Linked DNA regions of Mus musculus: region 2 is linked to region 1. A link is a contact called in public HiCAR-type data. All regions are on one chromosome and are shown on one strand. Each heading gives the region's core, a stretch centred on a gene start, on an enhancer-like site or on the middle of the called end of the contact. The rest is flanking DNA. Distances are from core to core; before and after follow the strand shown.

Region 1 (7,000 bases), core at 2,954-5,453:
GACACACAACAACCTCCTCTGCCTTCCACACACACACATGCATGAGCATGCACATCCTCACATGCTTGGCACATACACAACACACACACACACACCAGGTGCAGTGGCAGGGGTGGGGTAGATTCACCAAGTTCATGTGCCTAATGCTGTGCACACAGCTAGGGTAGACGCTAAGATCCTGTTTCTAATGAGGGGGTCTGCAGGTGTGGCTGGCAGCCAAGGACGCTGGGTGGGGTGGGTCTCCATTCCTCGGGTGAGTCTATGTAACCGGTAGGTCGGCCAGCTCAAAGCTTGAGTTCAATAAACACAGCCCTGAGTGTTTTGAAGAGACTTGGCATGACAAATGAGACCACAGAGAGGCCTCATTCCTGCCTGGGTGGCATCCGAGCCAGACCTTGGTTATCCATTTCCAAATGGCAACATTTCCAAACCAACTAGATTGATCTCCTGCAATGGGGTAAACAGAGCGAGGGCTGCGAAGTCTGCAAACGGGGAAATCGCTGCAGACTGGAGCTAGCCTTCCCTGCCCCACTGCTGGGCCCCACCAGCCTCTGGGCTAGTTACTTAACAAGAGATGATGGGAAGTGTTGAGTGGCCCCGGGTGACTATCCCCAGTGGTTTCCTGAGATTGCTAAGGAAGTCAGCTCAGAAGGCATGCAGAAAAGAAAGCCACTACCTCCCCACAACACCCCCTTCCCGTTTCCCAGGGTACTTGGGTGGGTGCTTCCAGTGCGAGCAATCCACCCTGCGGCTCCGTTGGTTCCTTGTGGGTGGCTCCTGGTGCGGGGAGGCAGATAAAGGCTCCCTGTGGACTCCCTCGCTGTTTTAATTTTCTCTTCCAGGTGAGATGCTTGAAGGAGAAAAGGCGTGAAAACAGAAAGGAATCCGGTCCATGGTCTCGGTTGGTACTGCTGCTCTGACAGCTTCATCTACCCTGGTCCTTTTAGAGAGGGAGGGCTATCGAAGACCTGGAACGGGCTCCAAAGGAGCCATGTGTCATCAGGCATGTTCCCTCTCCCAGCTGACTTGACCCCCAATCTTCAGACTCCTGTAGGAGAAAAGGCCTCTTCCTGGGGAGGGACTGAAGAAAGCCTCGTGAGCATCCATCCGTACAGAAGCCACTGCTGGACATGCATCCTGACAGCGAATCACAGTGGCCCTGGCAAACGGCGGCAAGGAACGTGAGCCCAACATCACTAGCAGCAGTCTGGGCTTGCTGACCTTTCACCTCTGAGTTGTGTTGCTTTTTTTTTTTTTTTAACAAAGCAAGAGATGACAGCCTCCGGGATGGCATCCACTCAGGTGAAGCCAGATCTCAGCTACACTAGCAAGTTTATTAAAGAGAGATGCAAGCTTCAGATTTAACATGGCTGCTCACAGAGAGATGCTTGCAATGAGGAAACTGACTCCCCCATACCATGGGTGTAGCTTCTCAGGACAACGTTGCCCTAGGTGTTAGTTGTTGGTTTGGTTTTCGAGACCAGGTTTCTCTGTGTCACCCTGGCTGTCCTGAACAACTATAGACACGGCTGGCCTTGAACTCAGAGGTCGTCTGCCTCTGCCTCCCAAGTCCTGGGATTAACGGCATATGTCACCATGCCAGGCAACCTTAGAATCTCAACAGTGGCTATATATAGGGTTGTATGTGAAATTACACTCCTCAAATGACGTGACTTATAACAAGGCTTAAAGATTAAGTTAACTTTTTAAATTAAGTACAAAATACAAGCTATTTCCCTTTTCTTTTCTTTCTTTCTTTCTTTTCTTTTTTTTTTTTTTTTTCGGTTTTTTGAGATAGGGTTTCTCTATTATAGCCCTGGAACTCACTCTGTAGACCAGGCTGGCCTCGAACTCAGAAATCCGCCTGCCTCTGCCTCCCAAGTGCTGGGATTAAAGGGGTGCGCCACCACTGCCCGGCTATTTTCCTTTTCTTGTAAACGTATTTTTTATTTTAAGTGTGTGGGTGTTTTGTCTGCATGTATGTCTATACACAACGTGTGTGCAGTGCTTATAGAGGCTAGAAGAAGACAACAGATCCCCTGAACTGGGATTACAGGTTGCGAACTGTCATGTGTGTTGGGAATTGAACCAAGGTCCTCTGGAACAGCAGCTAGTGCTCTTAACATCTGAGCCATCTCTCCAGCAGCACCCCCATCTACACACCCACGCACCCACACACTCTTGTGAAGACAAGGACTTGTGTAGCCCAGGCTGACCTTGAAGTCCTGACATAGCTCAAGATGACCTTAAGGCCACCTCGGCTTCCCAAGTGCTGGAATTATGGGTGTCCACACCCCACCCACCCACCCCCACCCCCGTTTATCAGCTGCCAGGGACGCCACCCAGGGTTTTGTGCATGTTAGGCAAACACTCTACCAACCGAGCTACATTCAGCCTGTGCTTTTCTTATTTTAAGGAACTTCTTGTAGGAAGTTTGTGGTTCAGGAACAGGGATGGTTGTCAATACTCTAGCTCTAAGCAAACACAGCTAGGCTCATGAAAACCGTCTTAAGAAAGCTCACAGCGTCTCTCCAAGAGGGTTTTGACTTTCTCAGCCTTGTAGAAATTTCTTCATTCTGGGCCAGAAGAAAATGCAAGCTACATCCGAGGGTGAGGTTCCCAGGGTGAGCGCCTTTCCCCTTCCAAGTCCCCTTCCCTTCCCCATCTTTCTATCCTTCCACAGCCCCCTGAGGCAGCCAGCAGCAGCCATGTGCAGGCTCCACCCTGAAGCCCAGAGACTCACCACCAGGATGCTCTGACTCCACCCCCACACCAGCTGCCTCTGAGGACAACAACCTGAGAGCTTTGCCCTCCAAACGTCTTCAGGGATTGGAGAACACAGATTAGAATCTTCTATTAAGAGCTTCACACTGACAAAGGGAAAGAAACCATCCAAAGTGCTACAAATGGAAAACGACCCTGTCAGCATTTTGGTATTTAATTCCACCATGACCAGAAAGTATCCCGATTTAACAAAACCGTGTTCAAATCACCAACAGTAATTGTGCAAGAAAGTATTTTAAACTACACTTATTTAATTCTTTTGTGTGTGGTTATATGCATGCTACCGCACTGCTGTGGGGGTCGGAGGGCAACCTGCAAGAATGCTTATCCACTGAGCCCTCTTGGTGACCGCATGCAATATATTTTGAATGCATAAATTTATAAACATTACGAGATATTAAGTAGCACAATGAATATAAAAACTGTAAGTAATAAATAAAATATGTTTACTATGAATTAAGATATATTTGTGTGTATATATATATATGTATATATGTGTGTGTATATATATGTATATGTGTGTGTGTGTATATATATATATGTATATACATATACATATACATATATATATGTATATATATATATATGTATATATATATATAGAAGAACAAATTTAAGCTGGGTGATGGTGGAGCACATGTTTAATCCCAGCACTTAGGAGACAGAGGCAAGCAGATCTCCATGAGTTCGAGGCCAGCCCGCTCTACACAGCAAGTTCTGGGACAACCAGGGCTACATAGAGAAACCCCGTCTTTAAAAAAGGAGGAGGAAGAGAAGGAGGAGGAAGAAGAAGGAGGAGGAGAAGAAGAGAAAGAGAAGGAGAAAAGAAAGAGAAAGAAAGAAAGAAAGAAAGAAAGAAAGAAAGGGAAAGGAAGAGAAAAAGAAACAAGGAACAAACACAAAACTAAATAAATCCTTCTTGAAAGATTTTTTTTTTTTTTTTTTTTTTTTTTTTTTTTTGGTTTTTCGAGACAGGGTTTCTCTGTGTAGCCCTGGCTGTCCGGGAACTCACCCTGTAGACCAAGCTGGCCTCGAACTCAGAAATCCACCTGCCTCTGCCTCCCGAATGCTGGGATTAAAGGCAAGCGCCACCACGCCCGGCAAGTTTCTACATTTTATTACGAACAAACCAACTAGCTCATATGAAATGGATAATAATATCCAATCAACTGAAACACAACCAAGTCTCCAGCAGTTATAAAACATTCAGCCCCATCAGGTAGGACTGATTACCACAATTCAACGTAAACCCTACGTCACGCCATGGTGCGAACCCTTCCAGACCAGCTTTGTTCTCCGGCGGGGTCTCAGAGTCACTGTACCTGAAACCTTGTGACCTTTTTTTCCTCTGGATCCTTTCCGGGAATAGATAGACAGTTCTGCTCTGGCTCAACTTCCGGCCAGAAACCACGTGATTTCGAAAGTCTCGTGAGAAGACAGGCAAGAGGTGGGTGGAGTCAGGGGTACGGAGGCGCACATTGGCCTAGGACAGATTTAAATTCTTAAATAAGAAAAAACCAGCCGGGCAGTGGTGGCGCACGTCTTTAATCCTAGCACTGGGGAGTTTAGAGGCAGGTGGACTTCTGAGTTCGAGGCCAGCCTGGCCTACAGAGTGAGTTCCAGGACAGAAGTCTCGATGCCCCGATGTAGGGAATTCCAGGACAGGGAAGCTTGAGTGGGTGGGTTGGTGAACAGGGGAGGTGGGGAGGAGGAACATTTGAAATGTAAATGATGTAAATAAATGGTGTAAATAAATAATGTAATAAATAAAATATCTAATAAAAAAACTTTTAATAGATTTTTTTTTTGAGACAGGGTTTCTCTGTGTAGTCCTGGCTGTCCTGGAACTCGCTCTGTAGACCAGGCTGGCCTCAAACTCAGAAATCCGCCTGCCTCTGCCTCCCAAGTGCTGGGATTAAAGGCGTGCGCCACCACGACCGGCTGATTAATAGTTTTTCGTGGAGATGGGGTAAATAAACAATGCCTGAGGGGCCTTGACGACTAAGGATTTCAAGGTCTGAGGAAAGGGAGTTGTTTGTGACGGGTTTTTTTGTAGCACAGGCTGACCTCGAATTCACTATATAGGCAAGGATAACCCTAAACTGTTCTTTGACTTGGAGTTTTGTTTGTTTAAGTAGCAAGAAGTTTTCTTTAAAGAGACACTGTAAGGTGGGGCTGTGTGTGTGTGTGTTTTGGGGGTGCTCCTGATTCTCCTGCCTGCATGTCCTCGGCCCTGAGATCCCAGGTGTGCACAGGATCAGTTTATCCAGCGCTGCGGATGGAAGCCAGGGCATCCTGTAAGCCCAATGAGCACTTTACATTCCGAGCCACGTCCCCAGTCCCAAAATAATACTTGGTTCTCAGAGAAAAGTGTGCGTTAATGGGGAGGCAAGTGCGAGCAAAGAAAAACAACATGTATATAAATATACACGTACACTCTTATATAAAGCTGTGACAGAACCCAGATTTTTGCATGTCAACTTAGAGAAGTTAATTGATTTTTAAAAGTTGTACTAATTATGCCATAGATGAGTTCCAAGTATCTTCTGGTGCAATTTTTTTCAACTCTTAAAACAAAACAAAACAAAACAAAAAACGATGGGCCATGGCCAGGTGTGGTGGGGCATATCTTTGGTCCCAACACTCAGGGAGGAGTAGCAGACAGATCTCTGTGAGTTCTAGCCTAGCCTGATCTACATAGCAAGTTCCTCCACAGCCAGAGCTACAGAGTAAGGCCCTGCCTCATACAAAACATAGCAGCAACTGTGGACCATTTGAGAGAGTTCATCAGAGAGAGAGAGAGAGAGAGAGAGAGAGAGAGAGAGAGAGAGAGAGAGAGAAGCTGGCCTCCAAGCCTGATAACCTGAATTCAGTCCCAAGGATCCATGCAGTAGGAGAGAACGGACTCCCAGTTCACACTGGACAGCAAATACTGCCTTTGCCGGGGTGTGTGGGGTGTGTGTCCTTAATCTCAGCACTGAGAAGGCAGAGGCTGGTGGATCTCTGAGGATAACATAGTCAACATCGAGAGACCCTGTCTTAAAAGAGACAACCAGAACAAACACATACCCATGCCCCGACACACCCCTTTACCCACACACCCCACACACCCACAACCTCAATACTTTCTCAAAGAGAGCCCCAGGTAGGTTCCCAGTGCCTACATCAGTCAGCGCTAGAATTCTGTCACTCTGCTACTGATTTCTCGACAAGATACCTCTGTTGATCTCCCCCCCTTCGCCCCACCCCTGCCTCAGCCAGAGCCACTCACAGAGACCTTTTACTGGGCCCATGAGTGAAGCACAAGCTTTGTGTGAACACACACAACACCCCCTCCCTTCTCCTTAAGACGATGAAGGTGAGAAAGGTGTTTTCCAAACAAGTGATCTTTTGTTCAGTTTGAATTTGTACGCAATTTGAAGCAATCTCCGGGTACCTCAAGATGGAAATGACTCAGCTCTCAGACTCTGGAAGATGCTAAAATAACAGTACGATATTTTTTTAAAGGAAAAAAAAACAGTATTTTGGTGCTTAAAAATAGCACGGTATACCAGAATACCAAAAAGAGGAAATTTTACTGCAATCATTAGCCCAGTTGCTAGGAGACTGAAGCACAGACCTGAAGCTAGGGCACAGGTAGGAAAGGGGAATTCACTTCAGCAGTTCGGGTGGAAGGGGAAGGCAAGCAAAGTAATGATAAAATCCTCAAGAGTCTGTGTCTTAGACCGAGGGCTGAACTCCATCCTACGTGGAGTCTAAACACTAATCGATACGGAGAGTTTCCCACGCCGCTCTGTATCCTGATGCTGTGTTTATTCTGCAACAGTGCCTGGAGAGTCTCCTTGTCCATGATTACAGAAAGACAGGGCTATCATCTCAGCTACTTGGGAAGCTGAGGCAGGAGAATTAAACAAAGGCTGAAAGCCAGCCTGGGCAAGTCAGTGAGGATTTCTAAACACGGCTAGAGATGTAGAGTGCTCGCCTAAAACCACCAAGGTTCTGGGTGCCATCCCTGACACCTGAGCATGTGTGCACACTCATGCATACACACACACACACACACACACTCACGCATGCACGCATGCACGCATGCACGCATGCACGCACGCACACAGGCACTGTTGTTGGGTCTGATTTCTGCCCACAGGACAGGAGATAGTCACCTAAATTATAAGTTCCAAGCCGGGCATGGTGGCACATGCCTTTAATCCCAGCA
Region 2 (7,058 bases), core at 2,618-5,117, 450 kb before region 1:
CACTCGCGGTCGGAGCCCGGCCTCTGGCGTGCGGGCGCCCTCTGGAGACCGGCCATGTGCGGACTGCGACACACACCTGGTGAGTGAGGTTAGCTAGGCCGGAGACCCGCACACGCGTGATCTCTGTGGGGTCCCCATCTTCTGCATCAACATCAGTGTTTGGGAATCTTCTCCAAGAGTTCTTAAAATGTGTTTGTAGGGGGACCTCGATTGTGGTTTTGGGAAGAGGTTTTTTGTTTTTGTTTTAAAATTTCTTTAATGCCTGCATTTTGGGATCACCCTTAGTTTAGATAAATCTTTTGGAAGCTTTTGGATCCCTCTTGGTCGGTCTGTAGGAGAATGCAGGTTTTTTTTTTTTTTTTTTTGAGCAAGGCAAATGAAATCCGGGCAATAATTAGCAGATCAAAAAATCCGCAGGTGGTCAAGGAGAAGGGGCTTACAGTACTTAAAGGAAAATTAGCATTTTCTCAAAAGGGTTCCAAATGCCCTTTGTGCTAAACTGGATTACAACCTTCAGCTATTACGATTCCCAGGTTTTTAGTAATTTAGCGCTCCTCGCCATCCTTCATCGACCTGCCTGTGCCTGGCTTAGTTAAGGTTTCAAGCTAATTCAGTCTTCCCCCAAAAGGGGGAGGGGGCTTCTTTTTTATTCATTTAATTGCATGTAAAATGTGCTCCCTAACCCTCGGAGGTTCTCCACTGCCAGTAAACGATACTTTGTCATTGGTGATGGGGATTAAGGGGATTTCAGTTTAAGTAGGGGACCGGGAGCCGTTTTGGGGGAGCTGAGGCATGGTTATTTTTGAATCTCCTCCTTTTGGATGTAAAATGTCAAATGAGAATTTGGGGAAAAGAATTTTGGCAGGATTCAGTACGAGGAAGCTCGGCGTTGCATTCTGGGTGTAACCTTGCCTAGGTGGACTAGTGTACCCCCACTTATTCACCCAGCTTTTTGGGTCCTTGTGTACAGTGGCAGTGAAAAAGTTTTCTATAGACTCCTTGCATGTTGAGGTAATTTCATCCACGGAATGACAGTTTTCACTGGAACCTGCTATGTGGCAGGCTCCAGCCTGGGACCTCGAAGGACCTCACCGTTAATTCTCACAACCTGAAGTAGTTTTGGTATTTCGCTCCCTTGAATAAAGGCTCCCGGGTGGCAAGGGTCGCCCAGTGGTTCCCCTCCCACTTGACTTTAGCCTTCTTGAATCCATGGGGTGTTTGTTGTTGGTTCTAGAGCAAGGGGGATGTACTCATTAGTAAGGGACAGCCTAGCCATGGTGCTTGAAGCTGCTTTGGTTTGGTGACACCCCCCCCCCCAGTCTGTCTGTGTAGTAACCATGACAGCTTTCTAACCTGTCCCAGCCTTGTCACGCTCTTGTCTTTGCCTCTGAAGCTGAGATTGGAGGAATGTGCCGCTAAATCCAGTGCCCATTTGATTTTTCAAATTGCCTTTTAGAAACTGTGGGTGATGAGACTTCCCAGCAAGCAACTCAAGAGCTAACGTCATTTGGGTTTCTTTCTTGGGGTTACGTGATTTTGAAAAAGAAAAAAAAAAAAAAGCCAAACCAAATAGGAGATGAATTTGGGAGGTTACCGTAATCACTCTAATCTCTACTTTTTTAACAAACACAGCTAACACACACAGGTTAAAGCCTTGGTTGGTGCAGGCTCTAGACAGCCTTGTTTCATCCCAGGGAGAGACCTCTGATCTCTCTTGGGGTTGGCAAGCTCGTTCAGTTGAGGCAAGTATCCCTTACTCTTATGTAAGGCATATTTTATATAAAGCGTCTTCTGACCCTCCTACCCTTAAAAACTTGAATTATTGATTGCGTGTGCTGCCACCCTGTGAGTGAGCATTCAGAGGACGGGAGGGCTGATCTATCTGGGGTCATTCATTCATTAGCTGTGGCCAGCGTCTTACCCTTTCAAAACCTTTTCCACAGGCCCCTGAAGTTTAATCCGTGATTGTTTTTTGATTTCTGCAATTCTTGATTAAGTAGAAACTTAATTTCAAGTCAAATTTGACCTCTCTATGTAGATTTTAAGGCTTGCTGTTTGAAACTGGTTTTAAAAATAAAGCTCCTACAGCTGGATCTGTAATATATAATCCCTTTTGTTTTTTGGTAAGGATTTATCCTGGAGGTAGGGCAGGGTCTAGGATACTGTGTGCTTTAGGTAAACTGTTCATTGTCTTTCTTTAATACAGGACCAGTAACAGATAAGCCCAAGGCACCAGGCTTTTATCAAGATACACAGATTTCAATTTTTTTTTTTTGTTTCTGTTTTTAGCTGTTTTGAGTGTCTTCTGCCTCCTGGCTGATTAGCTTTCTTCCTATACAATAGTAAGCGCATTTTCTATTCATCTGGGTGAGATTGAATCGAAAGACCCCTGCTGGCTTTACTGCATTCTTCCTACTTACTGGATAACTAGATGCTGAAGAGATAACATTCCTAAAATTCGGGGTGGGGGATGGAAGCCACGCTTGCTGGAGTTATCCCTGTGGACTTTGCCTTCCTTCCCTTCAGGTTAATTTAAGCATAGCCAGCAATTGTTCCTAACAGGGTCCTCTTTCTCCTTGGCAAATACTCCGTCCCATTATTTGCCGACGGTGGTATGGACGAGGTAGTTTTTTACTGCCTAAGCAAACATCGGCTACAGTTTTAAGTGGGATGCCTGGTGCAGCGGTCAGGCTGCAGGGGGAGAGGCTTCGGGGCTTGTGTATACAGTGAAGGCGGTTGGCATCCCGGTAGTAAATCACTCTGAGCTGGTGTATCCTTCGGGAGCAGAGATGCTTAACCTTTTTTGTGCCATAGCTCCCTTCTCAGCTGAGTGCTGAGCGGACGCAGGGTACCAGGGAAAGCAGGTACAGTGATGTATGAACAATGATCAGAAACGAAAAAATTCAGCCCTCTTGTCTTTCCCTTTGCAAGCTCTGGGAAATGACTAAGAGGGCCCTGGGCTGGCTATTGTTTCTGGCTGTTTCTCCCCTAAACAATGCAGCCTGAAAACTATTTACATAGTGTTTGCATTGCATGTGGGCATGCTAAATCCCGGAGATTAAAGTTTGGGAGTTGGAGATACTGCTCAGTGGGAGAGCTACACCCTTAGCTGGTGTGAGGGCTTGGGCTCTATACCCCATGTGGGGGTGGGGGGCAAACCAGAGGGTGTGCCAGACAGGATCCCTTAGAGTCTCCAACTTTGTCTGCTCTCCACCTCCTTTAAAATATCAGGGGAATATTATAGTAATGTTAATATTCTGTTAATAAAATGACAGGTTAGGGTGGCACGGTGTGGTTGGAGAACTCTTTGACTTTTATTTATTTAGTTTTTTTTTTTTTTCTTTTTTGAGGTAGGGATTCTCTATGTTATTCTGGCTGTCTGTGACATGCTATGGCTGTCTGTGGCATGCTGTGTTCTGGCCTTTTAAAGACAGACAGGGATGTGGTCCAGTTGGTAGAGTGCTGGCCCAGCGTGTATGAAGCAATATTTGCAGCCCTGCAGGAAACTTAAACTGGATCTGGTGTTGCTTGCATTTATTTGGAGCATTAGGGAGCTGGAAGCTGGAGATGAGCGGTACAAGGCCATCTGGATGCCCTGGTAGGAAGGTGGACAGACTTAACTAGGTAGGCATCAGGTAAAACTGGGCATTGGTAGTTTCCAGAGTGGGCGAGAAGGAAGGGCGGAGGGATGGAGAGGCTGACGTCACTGGAAGCACTTCTGATCCAGTTGGTACCGGTTTAGAGGGATCTTGAGGGTCCCGGAAACAGAGGCAAGCTAGTCTCTGGATTCGAGGCCAGCCTGGTATACCGGGTGATTTACATACAGGGTAGCCAGGGCTACACAGAAATCCTGTCTCAATCAAACAGAAAAGGACCTTCCCAAAGTACCCACCCCGCTTTCTATCCCACTTCCCTATAGACATTCATGTCTGACACACCCATACCCTGCCCAGCCTGCTTCCTGCCTTTCAAAAATTCCTTTCTTTCCGAAGAATTGAGGCAAAGCCTGAAGTGCTGTTGGGATATTACAATCCTGGTTGAGGCATATGCTCAACAAGCTTGAGGCTGCCTTGTGAGATCCGGGCCAGCGTGGCCTGCGGGACCCTGGTTCAGACATCAGTAAAGACTCTTGTGTGGTTCTTTTAGAGAAAACAAAGTTATTTTGGGGTGGTTTACTGTTTTGTTTTATTTACGTGGAAACTTGGTAGATCAAGAGCTGTTGGTGATTGTTAATTAATGTGGGAATTGTGTGCAGCCAGTTGCTGAGGTAGACGAGTTGGTTTTTTTTTTTTGGTTTTTAGAGACAGGGTTTCTCTGTGTAGCTCTGGCCGTCCTGGAGCTCACTTTGTAGACCAGGCTGGCCTCGAACTCAGAAATCCGCCTGCCTCTGCCTCCCGAGTGCTGGGATTACAGGCGTGTGCCACCACGCCCAGCCTAATTTTTTTTCCATTTTTTATTAGGTATTTAGCTCATTTACATTTCCAATGCTATACCAAAAGTCCCCCATACCCACCCACCCCAATTTTTTTTAAAGATTCGTTTATTTATTATATGTAAGTACACCGTAGCTGTCTTCAGACACTCCAGAAGAGGGAGTCAGATCTTGTTACGGATGGTTGTGAGCCACCATGTGGTTGCTGGGATCCCTGAGCCAGCCCTGTTTGTTTTATTTTTAAAAGAGAAAGGGGCTGGTGAGATGGCTCAGTGGGTAAGAGTACCCGACTGCTCTTCCAAAGGTCTGGGGTTCAAATCCCAGCAACCACATGGTGGCTCACAACCATCCATAACGAGATCTGATGCCTTCTTCTGTTGTGTCTGAAGACAGCTACAGTGTACTTACATATAATAAGTAAATAAATCTTAAAAAAAAAAAGAGAGATAAAGGGTTTCTCTTAGTATAGCCCCAGCTGTCCTGGAACTCTCTGTAGACCAGGCTGGCCTTGAACTCAGAGATCCACCTGCCTCTGCTTCCTGAATGCTGGGATTAAAGGAAGTGCGTGCCACCTCGCCCGTCTTATTTGTATATTTTCTTGTTATGTTCATGCCTGGTTAATGTTTGAGATGTGGAATCTCCTTGAACTAGAGTTTCAGTTAAGAGCAAACATGTAGGTGCTAGGAATCGAACCCCGGTCCTCTGGAAGGACAGCAAGTGAGGAGCCGTGGTACCTGACCCATGCCTGCTGTGTTCGGGAGGGTCCTGAACGTTGCAGTATTTGGACAGGATCAGACTCTCCATGTCAAGGTAGCCCAGGCTGGCCTAGAAGTTAAGAACCTCTAGGACTGTCATTACAGGTAGTCGGCTTACATCCTAATTTTAAATTTTTTATCGTGGGTCTCCTGTATCTGAGGACACCTCATATGTCACCAAGGATGGTCTGGAACTTCTTATCCTCTGCCTGGCTGGGTGCTATTATTCCAGGAGTGTACAATCACAAGACTTCACTCTGTGTCGAGGATGGAATACAGGTGTATGCTTCGCGCTGCCCAACTCCCAGCTCTCCGTTGTTGTTGTGAGAGAGAGAAGACGGGCAAGCAGTGTCTTCTACTGGCTTTAATGTGTTTCTTGTTTCATGGTTTCCTATCCAGCAGGATTCCCCTCCCCCATCCCCTAGACTTACTGTTGAGAAAGAAAAGGGCATTGTGTTCATAGGACATGTGTGTGTACTAGGGAAAGACCTAGCTCGGGTCCCAGCATCCCCTCACCCCCCCTCAGTGAAAGCTGCTGGGTGATCTACAAGGCTCCAGTTGGTCACTGTGGTGAGGGACTTGTCACAGCACGTCGACAGTTTTTTATTAGCTTTTGTGAATGAGGGTGTATATGGGTGTGTGTGTGTGTGTGTGTATATATATATATATGGATATGTGTGTATCATGTACATACACAGGTACCAACAGGACACTAGATTCCCTGGAACTGGAATTATACATGCCTCTGTGTGGGTGCTGGGAGTTGAACCTGGGTCCTGTGCAAGAGCAGCCACTACTCCCATTCAGTGAACCATCTCGAGCCCCCGATAAACTTTTTTTTTTTTTTTTTTTTGGTTTTTCGAGACAGGGTTTCTCTGTGTAGTCCTGGCTGTCCTAGAACTCACTCTGTAGACCAGGCTGGCCTTGAACTCAGAAATCCACCTGCCTCTGCCTCCCAAGTGCTGGGATTAAAGGCGTGCGCCACCACGCCCGGCAAACTTTTGTTTTCTTAAAGATTTATTTTATTTATTATACGTGAGAACACTGTAGCTGTTTCCAGACACTCCAGAAGAGGGTGTCAGATCTTGTTATGGACGGTTGTAAGCCACCATGTGGTTGCTGGGATTTGAACTCAGGGCCTTCGGGAGAGCAGTCAGTGCTCCTAACTACTGAGCCATCTCTCCAGCCCCCTGATAAACTTTAAAAAGACTAATTTATTTATTTATTTGAGTACACTGTAGCTGTCTATAGACACACCAGAAGAGGGCATCGGATCCCATGACAGATGGTTGTGAGCCCCTGCATGGTGGCTAGGAATTAAACTCAGGATCTCTGGAAGAGCCATCTCGCCAGATGATGAACATTTTTTTTTGTTGTTTTTTGTTTCTTTTCGAGGCACGGTTTCTCTGTGCAGCCCCGGCTATCTTGGAACTCACTTTGTAGACCAGGCTGGTCTCGAACTTAGAAATCTGCCTGCCTCTGCCTCCCAAGTGCTGGGATTAAAGATGAGTGCCACCACGCCCGGCTGCTGATAAACAGGTGCCTGCAGATGCTCTTCCTATCCCGTAGTCCAAAATCAGCAACAGTTGAGGGTTTTATTAAGGCTGCGCTAGGTTGAACTTGGTGGCCACATCGGTGGTGCGGTGAGGCTCGAGGTTGAATCCAGTCTTCCCTGTCACGCATGGATTCTGCACTTGGGAGGATGAGGCAGGGCAGTGAGTCCTTTTCGATCAGCCTGGCCGTGTGAGACTCAGAACACAACACTGAAACTCCCACAGGTTGTCCTGACGTCCATATATGGTATAGCATGAGCAAGCACATCCATATGGCCACAGACTTGGTGAATAATAAAGGGAGGAAGGACTCTTGAG

What was found. HiCAR-type assays count read pairs that join an accessible place to other places.
Region 2: a contact with region 1 is called in a HiCAR-type map of embryonic stem cells, with 5 times the contacts expected there. The contact joins two enhancer-like sites. A contact is called at or near these places in 1 of 115 datasets of contacts at active chromatin or transcription factors (embryonic stem cells) and 1 of 9 other capture datasets (adipose tissue).

What each region holds. Positions count from the first base shown.
Region 1 is chr2:168,308,459-168,315,458 of GRCm38.p6, reverse strand. No RefSeq gene overlaps it. Among named protein-coding and RNA genes, the nearest start is that of Gm33262, 9.0 kb to the left of the region's middle. Within about 2 kb of position 4,203, at least 18 of the 459 cell types and tissues checked have an H3K27ac peak or open chromatin away from gene starts, as enhancers often do. A contact at or near this core is called in embryonic stem cells, where this site is marked.
Region 2 is chr2:168,758,115-168,765,172 of GRCm38.p6, reverse strand. The region is part of intron 1 of Sall4 (spalt like transcription factor 4); the gene reads left to right. Among named protein-coding and RNA genes, the nearest start is that of Gm14261, 4.5 kb to the left of the region's middle. Within about 2 kb of position 3,867, at least 29 of the 459 cell types and tissues checked have an H3K27ac peak or open chromatin away from gene starts, as enhancers often do. A contact at or near this core is called in embryonic stem cells, where this site is marked.